Linked DNA regions of Mus musculus: region 1 is linked to region 2. A link is a contact called in public Hi-C data. All regions are on one chromosome and are shown on one strand. Each heading gives the region's core, a stretch centred on a gene start, on an enhancer-like site or on the middle of the called end of the contact. The rest is flanking DNA. Distances are from core to core; before and after follow the strand shown. Region 1 has its middle 28 kb from the start of 4930568G15Rik. Region 2 has its middle 130 kb from the start of Gm26685.

Region 1 (4,602 bases), core at 1,452-3,951, 490 kb before region 2:
GGAAGATTGCCCAGTGGTTAACAACAAAGGAGTGGAGTTTAGATCCCAGCATCCATACCAGGTTGGCTCACACCTGCCTGCAACTCCAGCTACCCGGGGTACAGTGGCCTCCGGGAGCCTTTGTTCTCCAGGGAACATACTCTCCTGCCAAATACACATACCCAAGCCAACCTTGACCGAAGAGTGGCTAAATCATGCTGCGCCTAGCGAGGGATCATGCACACATTTCTTTTTCTCAGTTGTTGGTTGTGACTGTGATGTGACTGGGAGTTTGAACAGAAAGAAACCCTTTCCCAGCTGAACTGCTCTCTGTCAGTCTGCTTTTGTCACAGCACCAGAAATGAAGCCAGGGCATTCAGCGTCCTCAGAGTCTCTCCTGTGACACAATTTCCAGGGTTCCAGTCAACGTGGGTCCTCCCTTTTCTCTGTGCTGGTCCAGGGCTGAGTGTTGCTTGCAGACATGTTTCTTCTGTGGTTGTACTCAGTAGAACATCTACCACCATCTACAAATCTGTGAAGTCAGTTCCTTCCTCCCATTTTTAGGAGGGTTCTGGGAATTGAACTCAGATCATCAGACTTGCATTTACCCACTGAGCCATCCCACCATCCACATCTATCTCCTCCAGACACTAAGCTTTGATATTTTTGGGTGCCATTTAAGTGGACACCTCACATCCCCTCTCTGTGTGTGGTCAACCTAAACAAGACTTTCTCCAGGACTTGACTCTTAGATTCCCTGGGATAAATCTGTGGAAAAAATTTTTGAATGAAATTCTACCACATGGTACTTTATTAAACTGTAACAGCATATACCACAGCGAATATGAGAAGCCCAACTCAGTATCTTCTTACACATTAACAGAAGCACAGGCCACAGGGAAGTTCCAAGAGCAGTCCGGGCCAAAAATTACTTTCTCAAAAAAGGGAATCGGTTTATTCATTAACTCCCGGTTCGTGGTAAACCAAATTGATCCAACGTCCTGCCCCCTATCCTTCTGAGGAATGGAAGTTCATAGCTTGGTTATTAAAAGTCTGGGGGAGGTCTTGTGCGAATGTCCCTAAGCTGGGGCTCTGTGTCACAGAGGACAGCCAGTAATCCTCGGACTAATTTTCAGCGAAATCATCATCATCGTCATCGTCATCGTCATCACCATCACCAATTTCTTATTCGTGTTTGCTTTTAGGTGGTTGAGGGGGTTCTCTCCAGGCCCTCGACGGGGAAAAGTCGGGCACGGAGTCTTCGCGGTGTGCATGTCAGGGCTCGAGTGGAGACCTCTTTCTCTCCCTCTACAGCTTAGGTTTTGGAGCCGTTTGCTTTCCGCGGGAGACTGTAGGGCCTGAGAAAAAGCACACTATCTGTTCCGTGCCTCTTCCTCCCCGACGTAGTGGTCAGGGAGGGCGCCCTGTGAGGAAGCGGGTACTAGGTTTACGTGATCTAGGTAGGATCCTCTAAGATCTGCTGAACCTGGCCTGCCCTGGTGATGGGTAGCTGGGAAGGCATTAGACCCAGCTGTAAATGTGTAATTCTCACCCTTGAACCAGAGCCAACCATGTTCCTCAGAACTCTGCACAAAATCATCTATGCCCACCGCATTGCCCGCTAAGCTACCGCAGTTGCAGCCTCTAAACCGATACACACTCGCCGCCACGAGGGGGCAGCAAAAGCCCGGCTCGCCAACATCCCGCATTGCGTAAAGGCCTCCTGCTGCAGAACTTAAAAAAAAAAAAAAAAAAAAAAAAAAAAAAAAAGATAGAAAGAAAAGTGATGCAGCATAATTTTCCTTTTTAGAGAAATCACCATCCATATAAGGCTCGCAGCTTTAAGGTTGTGGAGTTAACTGGTACAGCCTGGATGAGAACTGTGTTCTGGTTTAGGTTAGGTTAAAAACAAAACAAACAAACAAACAAACAAAAAAAAAACCAAAAAACCAATAAACAGATCCCCAAAGCAAACCACCACTTCTGTATGAAGCATCTTTGGGGAGACTGTTAATTCAGTAATGGACCAGGTGCTTTACTGCTGACAATTCAGTATAGGAAAGACATGCCAGAAGCCCAGGGTGTGGCTTTCAGAGCCCCTCTCTGCCTTCTTGGCAGGGAAGAACATGAAGACTCGGCTTTGGAATTTGGAATTTGGGAGTTCTTGCCGAGACTAAGTGAATCCCAGGCAGGTGTCAGGACGAGGGGGTGGAGCAGTATTCTAATCCAGGATGAGAGGTTCTGGGGCCCCTCTGCTCCTTGGGGAGGTGGTGGGTTGAACGGATGCAAACGCCATACATAATAGCCCTGTTGCACGGCTGCCTCCCAGAGGGAGAAGAAAGGATTGGGACACAGGAAGTACAAGTCTGCTAAGGCTCTGGAAATCTGGGGTCGGCGTCCAGAGACAAAGCGGCACAGACCACCAAGTCCTTAGAAGTTGGGAGCTCCACCCTATTCATTCCCATCCCATATCATCCTTACCTCCCCCCCTCGCCCCGCCCCCACCATCCCTGCTTCCTCCCTGTATAAGCTGCTATTCCAGCAAGATTAAAAAACAAACACAAACCAAAACCCTGGTGTCAAAGTCTTTTAAGAAGCCAGGCCATGCCGGTTAAAGCTGTCACCTCACAGAAGTGTTCTTGCTGAAGACCAGTGCTTCAGCTTGCTTGATGGCTGGCTTAGTCACAGGATTCAGAGGCTCCAAGGAACCAACACAAAAGGCCTTTTGCCATGGACAGGAAGCAGGGCAGCTGCTGGCAGATGCTTCTTCTCTCTCCCATTCTCCCTCTCCTAAGGGCAGGAAAGTGCTGGAGCCCCGTTTTTCCCTCTGTATGGCTCTGTGTGGACAGCTTTCGGGGTGTCCTTGTGAAGTGGGGTGACAGTATCTGTGTTCTGAGTCCTCCCGTCTCCCTTACCTTCTCCGCATCCAGGCTGTTGGGATGAGAGAATTTAGCTTCTCGTTCTGGGTCAGCACAGCCCCCAGCCCATGCAAATCTATCTCAGACTCCTCTCTCTGGTGCAGACATCGCAGGAAGCGCCCGCTGCTTCTTCCATGATGCTTAGGGTGAGGGTGGGGTGGCGTGAGAGACTTCAAGAAGTCAAGAAAGACACACTGCCCGGGAGCAGCAGGAAGGCTTTCTGGTTAGGAAGGCTGCGAGTTTCTTGGATGGCTTACATTGTTGCAATTTAATCCAATTAGGCGCTGGGTGTACACTTGTCAAGAAAGACAAAGCCTTGGCAAGATAAGTCAAGGTGAAAGCCTGACTTAATGGTTTCCTAGGTGGTTAATTGGCCGACTCGTGCCCCCACTGCCTCCTGTCTCCTAAAGTTTTGCTTCTCCCTTCTGTATATCAAACTCAGTGTATCTGTAGAAAAGTGGATTTATTCCTGATTAAATTCTAATTAAGGAACAAATGCTCTTCAAATTCCAAGGACATCATTAAAGTGGCCAAAGAGTAGTTTTGAGGACAAGTCCTGGCTGTAGGCTTTAGTCATGAGCTCTAAGCAGCCAGCCCCAAGTGGCCAATTGTAATCGTTAAGCTCTTCTTCCATATCAGATTTTCCCTCCTGCTTGACCTCATGGTAATCCAGTGTGGGAGAGGAATGTCACCATCATCTTGGGAGATGAAGAGACCAAATTTGAAGCCAGCCCTGCCATGTTGAGTGGGCAAACTGGCACGGTTTTGAAGTTGGCTGAGTTTTCGCCTTCTTGTTTGTTCAATGATACTCATATTCCAAGGTTGTCGTGAGATGAGGGGTTGCGACCCTGGGCCACTGTCTGACACTGTATGTGGTTGTCTCACCAGACAGCAGTGAATCTGAGCTCCTGTCTTATATCAAGACAACTGTGAGGATGTTTTATGTCACTGAGATCCTTGAGGAAAGCCATTGCACTCTCCTCTCCGGAGCTAGCCAGGACCGGGACAGAAGACGACTGTGTCCTCAGGCACCCAGACTAGGCACAGTGTGCAGCACTCAGGAGACAGAGCAGGAGGAGCATCACAAGCTGGAGGCCATGTTCATAAACCCAGAAAGTTCCAGGCCTGCCCGCCTGGTAAGACTGTGTATCAACAAAGAAACAATTCACTGAAAAAATGTATCCCAAAGGACTTTCCTCTTTTACCTTCACAAATAGGATAACTTGTCTTCCTGTAAAAAAAAATGTTCCTTTTGAAGTGGAAAAGGAAATACCACAGAATTAAAAGGAATTTAATACACTTAAAAATTTGCTTTCAGGGACCCTGATATAGCTGTCTCTTGTGAGGCTATGCCGGTGCCTGGCAAACACAGAAGTGGATGCTCACAGTCAGCTATTGGATGGAACACGGGTCCCCCAATGGAGGAGCTAGAGAAAGTACCCACGGAGCTAAAGGGGTCTGCAACCCTATAGGTGGAACAACAATATGAACTAACCAGTACCCCTGGAGCTCGTGTCTCTAGCTGCATATGTAGCAGAAGATGGCCTAGTTGGCCATCACTGGGAAGAGAGACCCCTTGGTCTTGCAAACTTTAAATGCCTCAGTACAGGGGAATGCCAGGGCCAAGAAGTGGGAGTGGGTGGGTAGGGGAGTGGCAGGGGGAGGGTATGGGGGACTTTTGGGATAGCATTTGAAATGTAAATGA
Region 2 (4,456 bases), core at 933-3,432:
CCATGGCCCCACTGTTCGCTGGATATCAACCACATTAGGATGAAACTACTGAGCTAGAACAAAGCAAAACCTTCCCCAAGACTCCAAACAAGTAGATGACGGAGCCAAGTTTTAAATCCTGACACTCTCCCATGAGAAGCTTACCTCTCTAACACCATGTTATAAAGCTGCTCAGAAGAAAACCATCCCTGAGTCTCTACATATAAGACAGACTACATTTTACCAAAACTTTTTGAGGATAAATTATTCAAATGGATTATTGTATCTTCAAGAATAATTGACTGAAACCCACCCTAGTGTGGATGAAATGCCCAACACAGATGTAACATGTTTCTATGTGAATGGCTTGAATACTATGCATCAATGCCCCATCCCTGAATATCACAACTACTGGGTTATGGGTCTTGAACAACAGAAAAGGTCTTGTTACCCATGTTTGTTTCTGAATCAGCAAACTCCTCACCCAGCTCTGCATATTCCAGTCACCCTGTGGATCCGTGTACTTGGTGTAGTATGTCACAGCAACTGAGGATTTATCTGTTTCCATTTTTTCCTGCAAGATGGTAAATATCAACCAGTGCATAATGCCCATGGAATTATGTGACACTTCATGAAGGAAGATTCTAGAACAAATTCTATTACACAGCTCTGTTTCCAGAGGCCTCAACATGTCACATTGCCTTGCAAAGCTGGCAATGCAGAAACAAAGGCTTCCAGTGTCGTTCCCATTTCTAAGAAGACTGAATTAATGTTGCCAGGGAAACGAAATCTCAGCTTCCTATTAAATTTACTTTCGGCTTACCTGTTGTGCTTCTCAAAGCTAGGCTGAAACATAATAAAGAAGGGGATCTGGAGTTCTTTTATTAAAAGCTCTCAGAGCACATATTTCCCAGGTAAAGATAATCCAAAGAGAATAGATTTTGGTTAACTCTCATCTTAAAAGTGATCCGGCTTCACCCAGACTTAGTGTGTAGTGTGGAGATGGAGGGATTGCCATTGAACGATGCTCTATGGTGTACTTCTCAATGTAACAGTAGAAGTGCTGGACTCTGAAAGTTCTCGTCTCTATTTCCAGTGGCCACAGTTGAACTCAGGATTCTGTTAGTACTTGTAAGCCACATCCATGAGCCAGCGACAGAGGGAAGAAGGACAAAGACACGGAGGGAGTCAGAGTAGTATGGGGTGAGCAGAGACCATGGGGCAAAGGAAGAAAGTGAAGGCTGGAAACAGCCTGGCAGTGGTTAAAGATGAAGCACCAGAGGGACTGATACTGTAAAATGTAGAAGGCACATCATGTGGGGATGATCTGGAGAAAGGCCGTGGGTACCACTCGAATGAGGATGCATCTGTGCAAGTGTGGGCTTTCTCCTCTCTTAGCCAGAGCGTTATGTTATCGTCAGTCAGAACTGCGAGGCTTGCTCAGCATGATTATGTTAATATCTGCTCACTCCCAAATGGTTTGCCAAATCTTCATCTTAAGCCATCACCAGTCCCTAAGGACCAGGAAGGGGTCCATGCTGTCCAAATCTCAACCAAAGCATTACTTCCCAGGTACATCTACCCCCAACTCTTAAGACTAGATTTAATCCATGTTAAAACTCTCAAGTTTTGTTTGTATTTTCTTCAAATTGCTTACCATTAGAACCTCCATATTTTTATTATTCTGTCTGTCTTTCCTTTTTTAGGTTGCAAGAGTCTTAACATATAAAAAAGCATGTTTGTTTCTGCTCGACACTATGCTTGAAGTTTCTTCACGGAGCCTGGCATAGAGTCCATGCTCAGCTAATTCAAGGATATATACCCAAAAGTAATAAAAATCATCCCAAAAGAGAAAAAACCATCAAGCCAGACTGGCCACTGAGAACCCACAGAAATAGAAGTCTACCTCTGGCTAAGTGTCTCTCCTAGCAGGTACCCATTTCCTCTCAGTGTTGCTCAAGGAGTGAACAAATAAAATATGCATTCCTGATGACTTTGTATAGCCTTAGCTTCCACATACAATGTCGTCTCCATGCTTCACTTTTCTCTTATAACCACAGTAAGCTTTCAAAATGATATTCTGAGTAACTTCTTGGTGGGGGTTGGTGTGTTGACTTCAGCCAAGGATCACTTGTCTTTCCTGAGACCGGAAAGATTTGGACCTCGTGAGTCAACAGCCTGTTGGATCGACACAGAAACCTCAACAATGCTTGGCATCCTCCCTGAAGGTTACAACTTCTGGCCTTGCCAACTTGGGGAACTGGAGTGCTGTTTCCTGGTCCCCACGAAGTTTCTGAAAATGACCTCCTGCTGAAAGCAAGCATCCAGAGTCACGCGGAGAAGTGAGGTGCGTCAGTACTTCTCCAACTCCATGCACATGGGAATTCAATCCAGCTGCGGCAAGAAGCAGCCAACCATGCATTTAGAACATCTAAATAACTAGGCTGGATCTCAGTATTAACCCAAAAATGGTTGTTCTTTTCCTTGGTCCCATTTGTGGTATTAAAGCAATGAGGGAAATGAATCAAGAAAAAAAGGGGGGGCAGACAGAATGCCCTAGAGTACATCTGTAAGACCACATTGATGACTTGGCTTTTCATCAACATCCAAAAGGATATCAGGAAGCACGAGGGAGCAGGAAGCCACCAGTGATATCAGAAGGATGGGTTTCCTGAGGCAGAAGCACAAGGAATGTTGGGAGTGAGAGGTACCTTCCTTGATCTCTGGCTTCCCCAGAGCTAAATGACCTTGAAGAAATCATTTTACCACTCTAGGACTCTGCTGCCTTAGAACTGACAGCAATAACATACCGGCCTTCCAGAATTATTTAAAGTGAGAACTACATCCTGCTTCTGCCCAGGGGGAGTTCATTCATTCATTCATTCATTCATTCCAGACATTTTTCTACAAATTGTCCTCCTTCCCTCTCCACTTTTCTTTATCTCTGTTACAAAAAAAAAAAAAAAAAAAAAAGAACCAATTATATATCACTTATTTGTGCCACTGGTTCTCATAGACTTTGTTTAACAAGTCATGTCTTTATTTTGGCTTTAATGAATCTGTGACTGTGATGGTTTGAATTAGAGTAATTGCTCTTTGCAATCTGTGAAAATAAAGAGAGAGCAAGAGAGAGAGATAGAGAGGGGGAGAGAGAGAGTCGACAGAGACAGAGGAGTCAGAGAGACAGAGACAGAGTCAGAAACAGAGAGAGGTTAAATGAGAACAAACAAATACCAGAAGCAGATATAAAAAAAAACATATTTGATTATATGCATTTGTCAGAGGTCCTGCTCTGATAGAGGCAGATATGGGTAGTGGTCAATGATAAAGACTACAGGAAAGGCTCCTAGAAGTCTGCTTTCCTCTGTGTCTCTCCTCTTGTCTGTGCAAACTTCCTTTTTTTATATTTATTTATTTTTATTACATATTTTCCTCAATTACATTTCCAATGCTATCCCAAAAGTTCCCCATTACCCCCCCCCCACCCACTCATTCCCTTTTTTTTTTTTTTTTTTTTTGGCCCTGGCGTTCCCCTGTACTGGGGCATATACAGTTTGCATGTCCAATGGGCCTCTCTTTCCAGTGATGGCCGACTAGGCCATCTTTTGATACATATGCAGCTAGAGTCAAGAGCTCCGGGGTACTGGTTAGTTCATAATGTTGTTCCACCTATAGGGTTGCAGATCCCTTTAGCTCCTTGGGTACTTTCTCTAGCTCCTCCATTGGGAGCCCTGTGATCCATCCATTAGCTGACTGTGAGCATCCACTTCTGTGTTTGCTAGGCCCCGGCATAGTCTCACAAGAGACAGCTACATCTGGGTCCTTTCGATAAAATCTTGCTAGTGTATGCAATGGTATCAGCGTTTGGAAGCTGATTATGGGGTGGATCCCTGGATATGGCAGTCTCTAGATGGTCCATCCTTTCGTCTCAGCTCCAAACTTTGTCTCTCTAACTCCTTCCATGGGTGTTTTGTTTCCATTTCTAAGGAGGGGCATAGTGTCCACACTTCAGTCTTCATTCTTCTTGAGTTTCATGTGTTTAGCAATATATATCTTGGGTATCCTAGGTTTTGGGCTAATATCTACTTATCAGTGAGTACATATTGTGTGAGTTCCTTTGTGAATGTGTTACCTCACTCAGGATGATGCACTCCAGGTCCATCGATTTGGCTAGGAATTTCATAAATTCATTCTTTTTAATAGCTGAGTAGTACTCCATTGTGTAGATGTACCACATTTTCTGTACCTATTCCTCTGTTGAGGGGCATCTACTCCCTCTCCAGCTCCCAAATCCATTATCCCTGCCTTCCTCCACAGTATCATGAACTCCCACCACTGCTTTGTCCAGTTTTGCCCAAAGCAGAATCGTCTCATGCCCTCTCTGCTTTGCCCAGTTCCAGCATTCCCTCCTCTGTATTCAAACCAGCTTGGCCCCCAGTTCCTTCTCTTGTAACCTGTCTCCAAAAGATTTCTCTGT

The links. Hi-C and Micro-C count contacts between places; a contact is called where the count stands out from the background.
Region 1: a contact with region 2 is called in a Hi-C map of muscle stem cells, with 3 times the contacts expected there. The contact joins two enhancer-like sites. A contact is called at or near these places in 1 of 15 datasets of contacts at CTCF or cohesin (the NIH/3T3 cell line), 5 of 484 Hi-C or Micro-C datasets (embryonic fibroblasts, muscle stem cells, myocytes and 1 more), 5 of 115 datasets of contacts at active chromatin or transcription factors (the NIH/3T3 cell line, fibro-adipogenic progenitors, kidney and 2 more) and 1 of 9 other capture datasets (embryonic stem cells).

What each region holds. Positions count from the first base shown.
Region 1 is chr1:165,117,595-165,122,196 of GRCm38.p6, reverse strand. No RefSeq gene overlaps it. Among named protein-coding and RNA genes, the nearest start is that of 4930568G15Rik, 28 kb to the right of the region's middle. Within about 2 kb of position 2,701, at least 34 of the 459 cell types and tissues checked have an H3K27ac peak or open chromatin away from gene starts, as enhancers often do. A contact at or near this core is called in muscle stem cells, where this site is marked.
Region 2 is chr1:164,626,832-164,631,287 of GRCm38.p6, reverse strand. No RefSeq gene overlaps it. Among named protein-coding and RNA genes, the nearest start is that of Gm26685, 130 kb to the right of the region's middle. Within about 2 kb of position 2,182, at least 43 of the 459 cell types and tissues checked have an H3K27ac peak or open chromatin away from gene starts, as enhancers often do. A contact at or near this core is called in muscle stem cells, where this site is marked.